Regions from separate parts of the Mus musculus genome. Here region 1 is linked to region 2. Evidence: chromatin contacts called from public HiChIP or PLAC-seq data. All regions are on one chromosome and are shown on one strand. Each heading gives the region's core, a stretch centred on a gene start, on an enhancer-like site or on the middle of the called end of the contact. The rest is flanking DNA. Distances are from core to core; before and after follow the strand shown. Region 1 has its middle 9.8 kb from the start of Gm4668. Region 2 has its middle 27 kb from the start of Gm31559.

The links. HiChIP or PLAC-seq counts read pairs in DNA pulled down with a chosen protein or histone mark.
Region 1: a contact with region 2 is called in an IKAROS HiChIP or PLAC-seq map of large pre-B cells, with 5 times the contacts expected there. The contact joins two enhancer-like sites. A contact is called at or near these places in 1 of 39 promoter capture datasets (the C10 cell line), 1 of 15 datasets of contacts at CTCF or cohesin (CD8 T cells), 9 of 484 Hi-C or Micro-C datasets (CD4 T cells, CD8 T cells, ECoMG myeloid progenitors and 5 more), 8 of 115 datasets of contacts at active chromatin or transcription factors (CD8 T cells, the HPC-7 cell line, double positive thymocytes and 4 more) and 1 of 9 other capture datasets (embryonic stem cells).

Annotation. Positions count from the first base shown.
Region 1 is chr9:116,197,016-116,200,855 of GRCm38.p6, reverse strand. No RefSeq gene overlaps it. Among named protein-coding and RNA genes, the nearest start is that of Gm4668, 9.8 kb to the right of the region's middle. Within about 2 kb of position 2,160, at least 14 of the 459 cell types and tissues checked have an H3K27ac peak or open chromatin away from gene starts, as enhancers often do.
Region 2 is chr9:116,364,166-116,368,065 of GRCm38.p6, reverse strand. No RefSeq gene overlaps it. Among named protein-coding and RNA genes, the nearest start is that of Gm31559, 27 kb to the left of the region's middle. Within about 2 kb of position 1,690, at least 116 of the 459 cell types and tissues checked have an H3K27ac peak or open chromatin away from gene starts, as enhancers often do.

The DNA.
Region 1 (3,840 bases), core at 911-3,410, 170 kb after region 2:
TTTAAAAACGGCATTAGTTAGTGTTCTCTTAGGTGAGTTGTGAGGAGTGGGTGTGGCAGCAGTCCCAAGAAGGCGCCTGGGACTGCAGCTAAGTCTTATGACTTGCACCTGACTTCCTCATACACCTGAAAATAAGCCACAACCATCATGAGAGCTGCGCAGGTGCACCAGGATACTGGCGAATCCATTTTGGTGGAGACATGCCCTTGCTGCCCTGATTAGCTGAAGCTGCGTGCCTGGTGAGGTGATGTGGCCTGCCGGGAGTGGATGAGGGCTGAGAGTATATAAGAGTGAGAGGCCCGTGTTAGAGAGAGAAAAAGTTGAAGCGAGAGAGATGAAGATGGAAGTTTGCTGAATAAACTGCTGTTAGAAGGACTGGTGGTCGTGTCGTTCTTGCTGGTCGAGAGAGGACTCGATGGTGAGCAAGCAGAACACAGATCCTATCGGAACCGCCGATCCTCCCTCAGCTCCACCGTGCTCGTCACACTCTTGTTCGTTGCCTGGATGGACACTAAGATGAACTGTCAGTCCCTTATGAGCCGCTGTCAGCTGCAGAAAGGAGGGGCAAGCAGCTCACAGGACAAAAGCTCACTTCTGTCACAGAGGAAAACTCCTTCCCACACAGACTCCGAGGGCTTCCTGCAGAGCAGACCCCTGAGTGCTGTGCTCTATGGCTAGGCCAACACAACCCGTTCTGCCCTAAAAGTATATCAGGGTCAATAGCTAGGGATAAGAGCAAAGTTCAGGATAGAAGGACCAGGAGCCAGGAGCTGTTCAGTGGTTACAGGAACATTATCTCATACCTGATGGCTAGAGTCTGAGTGTTGGTCTCCATGTGGTAGAAAATGGCTGTCAAGTTGTCCTCTTACCTCCACACACATGCACCAGGGTAGGTGATATTTTTCCCCCTTTGGTTTTTCGAGACAGGGTTTCTCTGTATAGCCTTGGCTGTCCTGGAACTCACTTTATACACCAGGCTGGCCTTGAACTCAGAAATCCGCCTGCCTCTGCCTCCGGAGTGCTGGGATTAAAGACGTGCGCCACCACGCCCGGCTGCACCAGGGTAGGTGTGCCGCCCCGTACCCACCATAAATGAAATGAATTCAATAAAAATTAAATAATTTATTTTCATTATGTTAAATAATATATGTGTGCCTACACATGGGTATGTGTATGTGAGTGCGGCACCTCCAGAGGAGGCCCTGGAAGCCCTGGAGTCATAGTTACAGGAAATCATGAGCTTCTATGTGGGGGCTGGAAACTGAACTCACCTCCTCTAGACGTTCCGTAAATGCTCGCCACTGCTGAGCCATCTCTCCAGCCCCTAAAAAAAGCGACTATTTTTGAAGCTACAAGGATGAGTATTTCTTGGTTCTCCCAAGCTATGCTTTTCTCTGCCCCTTAAGCCCTTCACGGTCATGTCCGAAAGTTTCATTCCATCTCTGAAGCTGCATTCCGGTTTCTCTTGGCTCGTGTCCATGTGTGGAAGTAAAAGTCCAGATAGGCATTGAAAGTGTGATGTATAAATTACCTCATGGCCCCTGCCAGGAAGCTTTCCGTCCTTCCGTCGATGAGGAAATAGTTTGTAATTGTTCTGACTACCTGGTGCGGGCTCCCATCCAATGAGGAGTTAAATAAAAGCAGGCAAACAAAGAAGGCCAGGGCTTTGCAAACAGTTGGAATTCAGGTTTTCCTTGGCTACCCTGTATGGCCAACTGTCTTCCCAGTCTGAGGACTTTTAGCATAGTCCTGTGACTTCAGAGCATCTGGGGACATTCTTCTGTAGTAATAATCTCTCTCAGGTAATGAGATTGTTTCTAGAAATTAAACCAGGAAGTTCTTACAAAAATTATAGCTCCTTTTCATTTATCACAGTAATAAGAAAAAAACCTGCAGATTAATTAAACATGTGTGCATTTGTTTCTGGGTGGTATTGATTTCAGCTCAGAATTCAAACCTATCTTCTCCCAGGAAAAAGCCTGCTCGTGAGCTGGTTTGAAATCCTCTTCTGAAAGGGTTTAATTCATTATGTTATGTAGTCCCCGCTCACCCCCAGTTTTAATTGTTCTTAACAAACAAAGCAAATGTGTCTTGTCACGCTTGGCAGACTAGAACTAGAGAACTCTCAGCCGTGGACTCCCAGCGTGTTTTTGTAATTTCTCCTGAGACTTCATTATTCGTGACAAAGTCCCCTCTCTGTTACAGTGCGATCATGGACCCATAGCATAAGACCCTGGGTTTCCTTCATAGGGGGAATTCCCTAGTTCCTATCACGGTAATCAAAGGAATGTTGTATTAAAAATTTTATGACATTTATTTATGTGTATGAGCACACGTGTACTCATGGCATGCATAAAGAAGTCAGAGAGCAGCTTGCTAGAGTTGTTCTCTTTCCACCCTGAGGGTCCAGCACGCAATTCAGATGGCCGGGCTTGACAGCAGCAAGCTCCTTTACACTGGACCACCTCACCGGCCCAAGAGGAACAGTTTGAATGACCAAACAAAAATAAGACTTTCCTTCTGGCTCTCAAGCTTCTCGATGTCAACTCTGGGTCCCCAATTTCTTCATCTTCTTAATGGAATTACTTTTCATTTCTTACTAATATTTAAAATCTTTTTGCAGAGTCCCCAGCAGATATGATTTTGAGTGTCTCAGAAGAATACTAAGGCAATCAATAAAGGAAGAACTAGAGTGGGCTCAGAGGTAATCGCCATCCAGGTAAAAACAAAATATTACCAACTAACCAAGCTAATTAAACTGGAAGTCTCAGCACCAAAAGTCGCCCCCCCCCAAAATGCCAACGCCCGAGGTTCTCTATACCTTGATTCCCACCAATGCCCGTGGCTCTCTGCGCCTTGATTCCTCTGTGAACATAAAAATCAATCTGCCTATTACCTTGCCCGAGTTCTGCATTATTTGTTGTCACCCCACTTCTGTCCGGTTTGGGGATTTCCATTTGTTTCATTTCCACTTCTAATTCCTGTTTATGTCTTAACAGAATATATATATATATACACACACACACATATATATATATATATATATATATATATATATATCAAGCTAATCCTAAGCGGGTCGCAAAGTCATGCCGGGAGTGGAGACAGTTGATAAAGATAATCCCCTTTGCTCCCAGCCTGCTGCTGGAAGGCTGAGTGGATTAAGCAGATTTGAACCAAACCAACAATGGTTATGGAAAGGCCAAGCCTGTCCTCAGGGAAAAAAACACTCTAGATCCTCTGCCTGAGGCAGGGAGTCTCAATCTCTCTCTCTCTATCTCTCTCTCTCTGTCTCTCTGTCTCTCTGTCTCTCTCTCTCTCTCTCTCTCTCTCTCTCTCTCTCTCTCTCTCTCTCTCAGCAATGATCAAATCTCTTAGAACACCTTACAATTAGTCAGGCCTGATGCTCCACACCTGTAAGCCCAGAACTCAGGGATGGAGGCCTAAGGATCAGGAGTCCCCTGGCCTGGAACTCACTAAGGTTACCAAGGTTCCGCTGGCTGGCTGGTGACCCGCACAGATTCTCCCTTCCCCTCAACAGTGCTGGCACAGCACAGGTGACATCATGTCCAGTTTTTAAGTTTAGGTTCTGGGGGCAGGACTGAGACCTACCGAGTGGTCTCCCCAGTCCTGAACTGCCTTAAAATTTTTTTTCCAATAACCAGATCTGTAGTGGCGTTGATCTTCACACCATGTCAGCTCACCCGTGATTGCATTCACACATATGTGTGCGGGAGCCGCTCACATTCAAACCACAGCAATAGATACATAGCTAATTAGAGTCATTTTCTACTTAAGTGTATTTTGTATTCTTCAAGAAAGTTCCCAGGCAGACCACCT
Region 2 (3,900 bases), core at 441-2,940:
ACAGGTCTGTAAAAGGAAACTGTAACTGGAAACAGGAAGAAGTTGAAAAGTAGATTCAAAGGGAAAATACTGAGATACAGGAGAATGCAGAAAACTGTTGATAGAAAGGTGTGAGATTCTGGAGGGCAGAGTGAGCTTTCAAAGGGATGGGAGGAGCCGGAGAGGAGGAAGTGGGAGAAAGGACAGGGAGAAGGGAATGGATGAGGAGGAGAGGAGAGAGGACAGGGAGAAGGAAGTAGTAGAGAAGAGAGGACAGGGAGGAGAGAAGGAAGGAGGAGAGAGAGGACAGGGAGGAGGGAATGGAGGAGGAGGAGAGGAGAGAGTGTGGGATGGTGGACCATGCCAGGAAGCTTGGTAGGTAGAGCAGGTCCAAGTCCCCAGAAACTCAGGGTACACACCTGAGAAGGTGGGCAGCTTCCTGCTCCCTGGCCTGGAACATGTGACACGCTTCCCTCATAAGGAAATAAGAAAGAGAAAGAAAGAAAGAAAGAAAGAAAGAAAGAAAGAAAGAAAGAAAGAAAGAAAGAAAGAAAGGAAGGAAGGAAGGAAGGAAGGAAGGAAGGAAGGAAGGAAGGAAGGAAGGAAGAAAGAAAGAAAGAAAGAAAGAAAGAAAGAAAGAAAGAAAGAAAGAAAGAAAGAAAGAAAGGAAGGAAGAAAGGAAGAAAGGAAGAAAGGAAGAAAGGAAGAAAGGAAGAAAGAGAAACAGAGACATAACCATGAGAAGTAACACACACCTCAGAATGCAGAAGGGCTTTCCCATTTTTCCATTAGAAGGCATCTTGCATTGTCCTGGTTGCCAGCATCTCACTGGGCCCCTTGCAAAAGGTTTCGTCTCTGTTTTGTATTTTGAAGAGGAAGGTAGACAAAGTAGTGTTCCTTAATCATATGTGGAGTTCATTTCACCAAATCAGACCATTAAAGAGGAAAGCCTGCGTAAAGGAGAATCCAGCCTATTACCTGGGAGTTAACTCCTCCATGCAATCTCAGATTTCATTCCAATTCCTAAAGCTCTTCCTCAGAAGCCTTCTCTAGTGGGAGTGCTGGGTTGCCTCTACCCAGCTCTCTTATTACAAGGAAAGAAACCTCACTGTAGCAGTAGGTCGAGCATGGCTTCTGAGTGAGCACTGGCACATGGCACAGGATGATGACATCGCTGGCCCTCGGTCTCCGAACCTCCCATACTGAGTAACAGTATTTACATCAAAAGGTAACAATGGCCGGGCGGTGGTGGTGCACGCCCTTAAACCCAGCACTTGGGAGGCAGAGGCAGGCAGATTTCTGAGTTGGAGGCCAGCCTGGTCTACAAAGTGAGTTCCAGGACAGCTAGGGCTATACAGAGAAACCCTGTCTCAAAAAGCTAAAAAGAAAAAAAAAAAAAAAAAGGTAACAATGAATTGAAGGAAGATACAGAGGAAATACCAACTGAGATTATTTTTCTTCTTTCACATTCTTTCTCCTTCAGTTTCAAACTAATTGGCTTGCTAACATGGTCTCTAAGGCCGCCTCAAACTTTATGGTTTTTGGAGGTGAGACCTTTTGCTGGAAATACTTTTTTATATTCAGTCTGTTTTCCTGGTTGCATTTCCTGTAAAAAAGTTGCAAGAATCGTCAGAGAATGGAGACAAAGAGGAAAGGGAGCAGAGGAAGTGGCAGCGTGGCTTCCTGTGTGTCTGCGTCACCAACTGCAGCTGCTGTGGTTTGCACGAAGGAAAGCTCCGGACAGCCCCTAGAACAGCGACTGCAGAAGCCACTCTGCAGACACTCAAAGCGGGCATAGTTCAAAAATGGGAACTGGGAAGGATGCGGAGCCAGTGAGGATGTCTGAGGGACATAGAATCAAAGAAAAGTCACCCAGAGGAAGGAAGGGAAAGAGAGGTTATGAACAAGGGACGGAAAGAAGAAAGAAGGGGGAGAGAGGGAGGAAGAAGGAGTAGTCATTTCAACTCAGCTGTAGTTTGGCACTTTATCAGGAATACAAGTACATTGTACCATGTCCCCAATAACACAGAGCATAAACACTTGACTCCATTTTACATGTAGTCAGCCAATGAGCTGATCAAGTCAGGACACACAAAGACAAGGGACTCTGATGGCTGCCCCTCTTACATGCTGATTCCCAGTGGGGTGAGCCAGATGTACAGCTCAAACTAGAGTCATCAAAAGTAGGGAGATAGCTCAAAGGGTAAACCACTTGCTGCCAAACCTGACCGTCTGAGCTGGGTTACAGGGCACACATGGTGTTGGGAGAATTTTTACACAGAATGAGAAAGTTTATTACACATACAAGGGATAGGGAGAAGCGGGGAGAGAGAGAAGAAGAAGGAGAAGGAGGAGAGGAAGACAACAGTGACGACAACAGCACTCAATGCAAAGGTCACAGATGTGGGGCTGGTACTTTGTATTCCAGCCTTAGTGTCACAGGCAATTAGGCTGCAAATAGATTCTGAAAAAATAATAATTGCATAAATCAAAGTTCTATTTACTTTCTTATATCAGTATTGATTCTACGTGTCCTTATCCAATTAATATTCCGCAGCTCTCACTGCCTACCCCCTGCAGCCTCGCGCTCTCTGAGCCAGGAGCCCATCTGTGCCTGCATGTCAGGAAGATGCTCTCTGAAATAAGGCAGCTCCCGAGAAAGCGCAGAGCACCAGGAGCCTGAACTCCTGTGCTCACCTCCGTTTGTTTCTAGATCCAGCTGCTCCTGAGACCTCCTGGTTCCCTCTAGGTTTTCTAACTCTAACTTTGCTCCCTAAGCGAAGGATCGAATAGCACTGATTAACTCTGCAGACTGATAAATGCCCTTGTGCTTGGCAGCACTGTGAATCATAGCTATTGACTAGCACTGAGATTTGCAGGCACTGGCAGACATGGGAAGGCTGATGGGAAGGGGAGGAGTGAGCTTTCTGTGGAGGATCCTGGGATTTCATGGGAAAGAAGATTTTCAAAGTGTAAAAGGTCAAGGTTTGAGGGAACCCGAACACCACCAAGCCTGTCAACTGGCGCACCACTTCTGGGACTCACGTGGTAAGAGAACAGCCTTCTGCAAGTTGTCTTCTGATCTTCATAAAGCTCTGCAGCACACACATGCGTGTATACACATGCACACATGCTCACACATACACATGTGCACGTGCACACACACACACAGCTCTGCAGCACATACACGCATGTACACACAAGCACACATGCTCACACACACACATACATACATACATACATACATACATACATACACAGATGCATGCACACACACAGCTCTGCAGCATGCACATAGGGAAATCTGTAATTCTTGGCACCATATTCTCTTAGATTGTTTTTTAAAATGTGTATGGGTATTTTGACTAGTTATATGTGTGTACACTGTACACACCTGGTGTCCTTAGCAGAGGGTGTGGGATCTCCTGAAGCTAAAGTTACGGGTGACTATGAGAGACCACGTGGATGCTAGGAAGCCAACCTTGGTGGGTTTTTTTTTTTTTTTTTGCAAGAGCAGCAGGTTCCCCTAACTGCTGAGTCATCTTTCTAGCCTCTCTCCCCCCCCCATCCCCTTTAATCAAGTTTTCTTTGCTTGTGCGCATGCGTGTGCGTGTGCGTGTGCGTGTGTGGTGCATATATGTGTGATGTGTTTGTATGTTTGTGTTTGCATGCATATATATGAAAGTGTTATATATATGAAGTCAGAGGTTGACACTGGGTGTTTTCCTTGATGAGACTCCACCTCATGTATTGAGGCACGAGCTCTTTCTGAACCTAGAGTTCTCGTAGTCTAGACAGCTGCTTTGTTCCAGGCGAACCCTTATCTCTGCCTCCTGTGTGCTGGAATTATGGGTAGGCTTCCATACTCACCAGACTTTACCTAGATCCTGGGGATTGAAATCCTAGCCTCATGTTCATGCA